Linked DNA regions of Muntiacus reevesi: region 2 is linked to region 1. A link is a contact called in public Hi-C data. All regions are on one chromosome and are shown on one strand. Each heading gives the region's core, a stretch centred on a gene start, on an enhancer-like site or on the middle of the called end of the contact. The rest is flanking DNA. Distances are from core to core; before and after follow the strand shown.

Evidence for each region. Hi-C and Micro-C count contacts between places; a contact is called where the count stands out from the background.
Region 2: a contact with region 1 is called in a Hi-C map of muscle, with 4 times the contacts expected there. The contact joins the promoter of SSR3 here to the promoter of TIPARP in region 1. A contact is called at or near these places in 2 of 3 Hi-C or Micro-C datasets (blood and muscle).

The regions. Positions count from the first base shown.
Region 1 is chr8:86,452,409-86,455,473 of mMunRee1.1, forward strand. TIPARP (TCDD inducible poly(ADP-ribose) polymerase) reads right to left here and starts at 1,411. Exons shown (of 6, transcript XM_065942655.1): 1 at 1,171-1,411.
Region 2 is chr8:86,583,143-86,586,207 of mMunRee1.1, forward strand. SSR3 (signal sequence receptor subunit 3) reads left to right here and starts at 1,412. Exons shown (of 5, transcript XM_065942989.1): 1 at 1,412-1,636; 2 at 2,801-2,927. The coding sequence starts at 1,504.

The DNA of each region.
Region 1 (3,065 bases), core at 161-2,660:
ACACCCAATCAAGGCAAAACAGACACGAAACTCAGTTCATTTATACGAGGGCACACACACGCCACAACTTTTCCTATTTTTGCCCTCTGTCCAACTCAGAAATAAAACCGAGAAACAGGCAGAGAACTGGAGGAGTGGTTGGAGTGAGGAAGTCACTAGAACCCAGTTCCTCAATTAGTTTGCATAACAGAAAAAAAAATAAAGATTGGAAGGACACTTCCTCCAGTCCCTCTGCCAGCGACCTACAGCTTCACCATTCACCTCACGATGCCCCCGGGTGATGCCCCGGTTCTCAGGCACTCTGCACCCCACCACCGTCGGGGAAACCGCCCGGATCCCAACTCAGGACTCCGTCTGGGCGTAGAACGACGCTGGGATCCCGGCCGGGGGTCCGAGGGACGCCTCCTGCCGGCCGCGGCGGTTTGCGCAGCTCGGCGCTCGGGATCGCACGAACTGTGCTCGGCGCAGCCGATTCGCGGCCAGATCCCGGGTGCTCACGAGGATCCCACCCCCTCCTGCTCCTATACCCCCGGGCCAGCCTCCTCCCACCCACCCAGCGACCCCCCGCCCCGGCTGCCCTCCCCCTTCCAGAAGCCACTCGCGGCGCCTTAATTTCTTTCCTCGACCGACCTTCCCGAAAAGATTGCCCTGCGAGGCTCGGAGGACCGACCTGAGCAGAGCCGAGGAAACGCAGAGGGCGTTTCTCGGGCTGGCGGGGAGGAAGGCGAGGACTTTAAAGTTAATCTGAAAACAGCTTGCAAACTTCTGGGCTGCAGCCGTAACGCGGGGTCTGCCGGAAGGCTCCCTCAGCCGCCGCGCTCTCCCCCGCGCTGCGCGCCTCAGAACGCCAGGGGTCTGCCCGGCAGGGGCGACCGCATAGACGCGCCCCCGAGCCTCCCTTCCTTAGTGGAAACGCGGAGCCGCCGGCGGCCTCGACTAAACCCACTGTCTTACTCCCATTTATACACCTGCCAGAGACCCGAAGTGACTAGAAGTGTAAATCAATGCCATCCTAATACTGACTGGATCCAAGTGAATTCGGTACAAAAAGGTAGTCTAAACACCAATCACCCCAGATCGGTGAAAGCAGGCAGCAAGGCCGGCACCCCTTTCCGCGACCACCATCCCAGCGAGGGTTCCTCACCGGCCCCTCAGAACCGAGTCCTTTACCTGAAACGGGCTGTCTGAGAGAACGGACCACAGGCGCTGAGCCGGACGACGCCGGGTCGCAGGCAGTGTTCGCGCCGCCGGCTGGGCGCGGAGGGTGGGCTCCGGCGTCTAGGAGTCATAGGCTCGCGAAGCGGCGAGTGGCACTCGGGCCATTCTGCCGCGGGGAGCGCAGAGAGCCGCGACTGCACTCCCGAACCAGCTCGCTCGCCTGTCACCTCGAGCTCTGCTTTAAAGTGGCTTCCGGTCGCCTCCTCTCAGCAGCCCTGTCGCGGAGGCGGAGCCTGAGCGGCAGGGGGTGGGGTGGGGGGAGGGGACCGGGAGCTCAGTGGGTGCCGGGAAGGCGGCCCGCCCCGCGTGCGCGTGCGCGCGCGCTCGCGAGGAGGCGCGCGCGAGGTGTGCGTGCGGCGCCGCGTGCTCCCTGGAGGAGGCGTGTCCTCTCGCCGCCTGCTGTGGCCTGGAGGGTCCGCGTCTACACGCGTCTAGGGTCGAGCAGCTGTGAGGAGGCGAGGCGCGCGCCGCGTGGGTGGGGCGAGCTCCACCTGCCTGCGGACAGATGGAGGGTCACTTTGTTCGGAGGAAACACGAGGGAGGATGTGAAACAGAACAACCCGTTTTTGTGCGGTTGGCTTTGTTTATTTGCCTCCTCACCAGAGGCCTCCTGCCGCTGAAGCCGCCGACCCCGAGAGGAGGTTACCGGCTGCTATGGCTGCTGCGGCCAGACGAGGTCGCCCGCCCCGTTCCGGACGGGCGGGCCCGCACCGCACCGGGGCGAGCGCTTGCCCGACCTGGTTGCAGGCATACCGGTTTCACGGGAAACATTTGCAGCATTGCAGGAAAGAAACTTTGTTTTGGGGTGTTGAGGTATAAGCACGTTTATGTGTCTTTTAAAGGCTACAAACACCGTGATGACTTGTTTTTTCATTCAACAAATATTTTTCGAGTGCGGATTGCATGCTGAGGGCGAAGTGGAGACTACAGTCCTGATCAGCCCAGACACCTTCCCTGTCCTCATGGAGCTTTCGTAGCACCATGTACTCGCCTCTAAAATATTTGGCGTGTGTCCCGAATTTGCAAAATTTTCTGGATTGTAAAACATCCTGGATGGTGAATCAATCTATTGAATATTTCTTCAGCGGTGGAGGAAGAAGTACTATTCATATAATCACTATATATGGAGAAAGTAGACCCTGGTTAAAATCAAGGAAAATTAATCATGACTGTATCCCCATTAGCTGGTAGAAAACGAACACAGCTCCCAAAGAGTTGCTCTCCTGCGACCTGAAATCTAAAGCGACTTAATTCCTTAGCTTGGAGCCATTATGGACTGAAAAAGTCAGTGTTAATATAACCTTATCAAGCTTATTAAAATATAAGAAGGGATAATAATAAATATTATGGTTCCAAGCCTTACTTAAACTGTTCTAAACCAAACTGAGTGACACCAGCAAAGAAAGATTAAGGGTAGTATCTCCCCTAGCACCCTGGGTTTCCTAGGTGGCTCAGTGGCAAAGAATCTGCCTGCCACTACAGGAGACACGCGTTCTAACCCCTGAGTAAGGAAGGTCGCCTCGAGAAAGAAATGGCAACCCACTCCAGTATTCTTGCCTGGGAAGTCCCATAGACAGAGGAGCCTGGCAGGCTACAGTCCATGGGGTCCTAAAGAGTCAGAAACGACATAGTGACAATGTGCTCCCCCAGCAGGCCTATTTCATATGGCATCAAGGCAGGGTCTTTAAAGTGACAATGTTATAGACAGGATTCAGAAACTATTAAGTAAAATACAAGAATTTCCAAGCTTTAAAGATTGTACTGAGGGACTTCCCAGGTGGTCCAGTGGTTTCAAGTCTGCCTGCCAATGCAGGGGACGAAGAAGGAAATGGCAACCCACTCCAGTA
Region 2 (3,065 bases), core at 162-2,661, 130 kb after region 1:
AACCTAGACAGCATATTAAAAAGCAGAGACATTACTTTGCCAACAAAGGTCAATCTAGTCAAAGCTCTCATTTTTCCAGTAGTCATGTATAGATGTGAGAGTTGGACTACAAAGAGAACTGAGCATTGAAGAATTGATGCTTTTGAACTGTGGTGGTGAAGACTCTTGAGCATCCCATGGACAGCAAGGAGATCCAACCATTCCATCCTGAAGGAAATCAGTCCTGAATATTCACTGAAAGGACTGATGCTGAAGCTGAAACTCCAATACTTTGGTCACCTGAATGGAAGAGAAGACTCATTGGAAAAGACCCTGATGCTGGGAAAGATTGAAGGTGGGAGGAGAAGGGGACGGCAGAGGATGAGATGGTTGGATGGCATCACCGACTCAATGGACATGAGTTTGAGTAAGCTCCAGGAGTTGGTGATGGACAGGGAAGTCTGGCATACTGCAGTCCATGGGGTCACAAAGAGTTGGACATGATGAGTGACAGAACTGAACTGAACACAATCAAAGGCTTTAGCAGAGTCAACGAAGAAGTAGTTGATATTTTTCTGAAATTTTCTTGCTTTTTCTATGAGCCAATGGATGTTGGCAGTTTGATTTCTGGTTCCTCTGCCTTTTCTAAATCCTGCTTGAGCACCTGGAAGTTCTCCATTCAGGTACTGTTTAAGCCTAGCTTGAAGGATTTTGAGCATTACCTTGCTAGCATGAGAAATAAGCACAATTGTGCAGTAGTTTGAACATTCTTTGGCAATGTCTTCCTTTGGGATTGGAGTGAAAACTGCCCTTTTCCAATTCTGCGGCCACAGCTGAGTTTTCCAAATTTCTTGGCATTTCCAGTGCGGCACTTTATTTAACAGCATCATCTTTTAGACTTTGAAATAGCTCAGTTGGAATTCCATCACCTCCACTAGCTTTGTTGGTAGTGATGCTTCCCAAGGCCCACTTGACTTCGCACCCGAGCATGTCTGGCTCTAGGTGAGTGATCACACCTTTGTGGTTATTTGGGTCATTAAGAGCTCTTCTGTATAGTTCTGTGCATTCTTGCCATCTCTTAATATCTCCTGCTTCTGGGTACCCACAGAGCCAGGTAAACCATACACTCCATGAATGAATGACCACAAGACGAAGAGGTTCATGTTTTCGAATTTTCAGGGCTTGGATAGCAGGAGTCTATCAACGTCTTTGAAATAGAATGTTAATAAAGTTTTGTTACTAGCGCCCACTAAACTACAAGTCCCGGCTTCCTCTTAGACAGTGACGAGTCACGTGGCCGGCTAGGAATCCGGAAGTCTGGCCCGCCTGCCTAATCAGGCCGGAGAAACCTCCAAAGTGGCGCCAGGCTGGCCAATCCTGCGGATGTTTGTTCCAAGCCCGGTCCCGCCTCCGGCGCTGCGCTGACTGGTCGTTAGCGGATACGGCGGCTGCCGGGGCGGTGACAGTGGCTTCCTCCCCGCTCTGCGCCCGGTTCCGCGCCCGTCCCGCGGCTCCGATTGCACCATGGCTCCCAAAGGCGGCCCCAAGCAGCAGTCCGAGGAGGACCTGCTCCTGCAGGATTTCAGCCGCAACCTCTCGGCCAAGTCCTCGGCGCTTTTCTTCGGGAACGCCTTCATCGTGTCCGCCATCCCCATCTGTGAGCGCTTGAAGCGAGACGGGCTGGGCTGGGCTGGGCGGGGACGTGGCAGCGCCGTGCGGGGGGCGAGGCGTGCGCCGGGCCCGCGCTGTCCCCGGCTGCCCCTGGACTGGGGGCTGCACGCAGCCTCTGTGGGCCTCCGGGATCTGTCCGGGATCGTGGTGGGTGGCATCCCAGGAAAGGTACTGTAGCACGTTGTGAAAGTAGGCTAGCCCATTCCCGGGCCTCGGGTCTGCGGATTGTGATTACGGGTTCTGCGATGGCGGCCTCAAATCTGTATTTCAGCTAACCCCCGGGTTAGGATCTTGTGATGCTAACGGGCATATCGCCTGCTCTCCCCCTACCCCCTCGCCCTGTGTAACTATCGTTTGCTGTTACGAGATCTTAAACTTTTTACCTACTTTGGAGAAACTCATGAATTAAGGTTAGAGACATTAACATTCGCACTGAATTATAAGTGTAGCTTTAGAACTGGTTCACACAGAACGTTATTTTCCGAAAGAAGCTGGACCAGTGCCAGAGTCCCAAGCTCCACTGTGGTTAAACTTTTTAATAATTCTGTTAGGGCAATCCTAGAATTCTTACGTGAATGGAAAAACTTTACAGCCTTGGCCAAGGTTGTTTTTAGATTTTAGGAATCCCAAATGTCAATTTCCTCTCTACTACATTGTTGCACTGTTGTTGGGCAAATCCAGATGTCTTTTCCCTCCCGACTTTATAAAACCCAGCGTGCAATTAACATGGTTCGCTGACCGCACTGAGCGTTGCCTCGATTTCAGATAACAGCCACGTCAGCGTGTGAACTCTGGTTTGGGACTGCACGTGGACTTGGAGTTCCTGTGATAGTATCCTGAAGAATGAAATTTGAAGTCTGAATCGTGATTTTGTTGAGCCAAAGTTCTCATTCTAGAAGCAGCAGAAATCTCATCATGGACTAGTTATAGTAAGGTTATGTTTTTCGAGTATTCTGAACTAGAAACACTTGAGGCTTTTTACTGGATATCACACTTATGAAGTTCTTCTTACACTGTATTGGATTCCCTAATCTGGGCTGTATTTTACCAGGTTTAGCTTTAATTATTAATAACTCAGCAGGTTTCTGTAACTGGGTGGTAATGTTTTGTTTCTTTTTGTATTCCCCCACCCCCTTTTATCTTAATTCAGGGCTATATTGGCGAATATGGCATATGGATCTTATTCAGTCTGCTGTTCTGTATAGTGTGATGACCCTAGTAAGCACTTACTTGGTAGCCTTTGCTTACAAAAATGTGAAATTTGTTCTCAAGCACAAGTAAGTATATTTCTCAAGTGAAAGTAAATATTGTTGCATTTTTATATAGTCGGGTGACTTCTGAAAGACCATTTGTGTGTGTGTGTTTTGGTAAGCATTAATTTGAGATACATTTTTATGTATATTTGGGGGAAGATA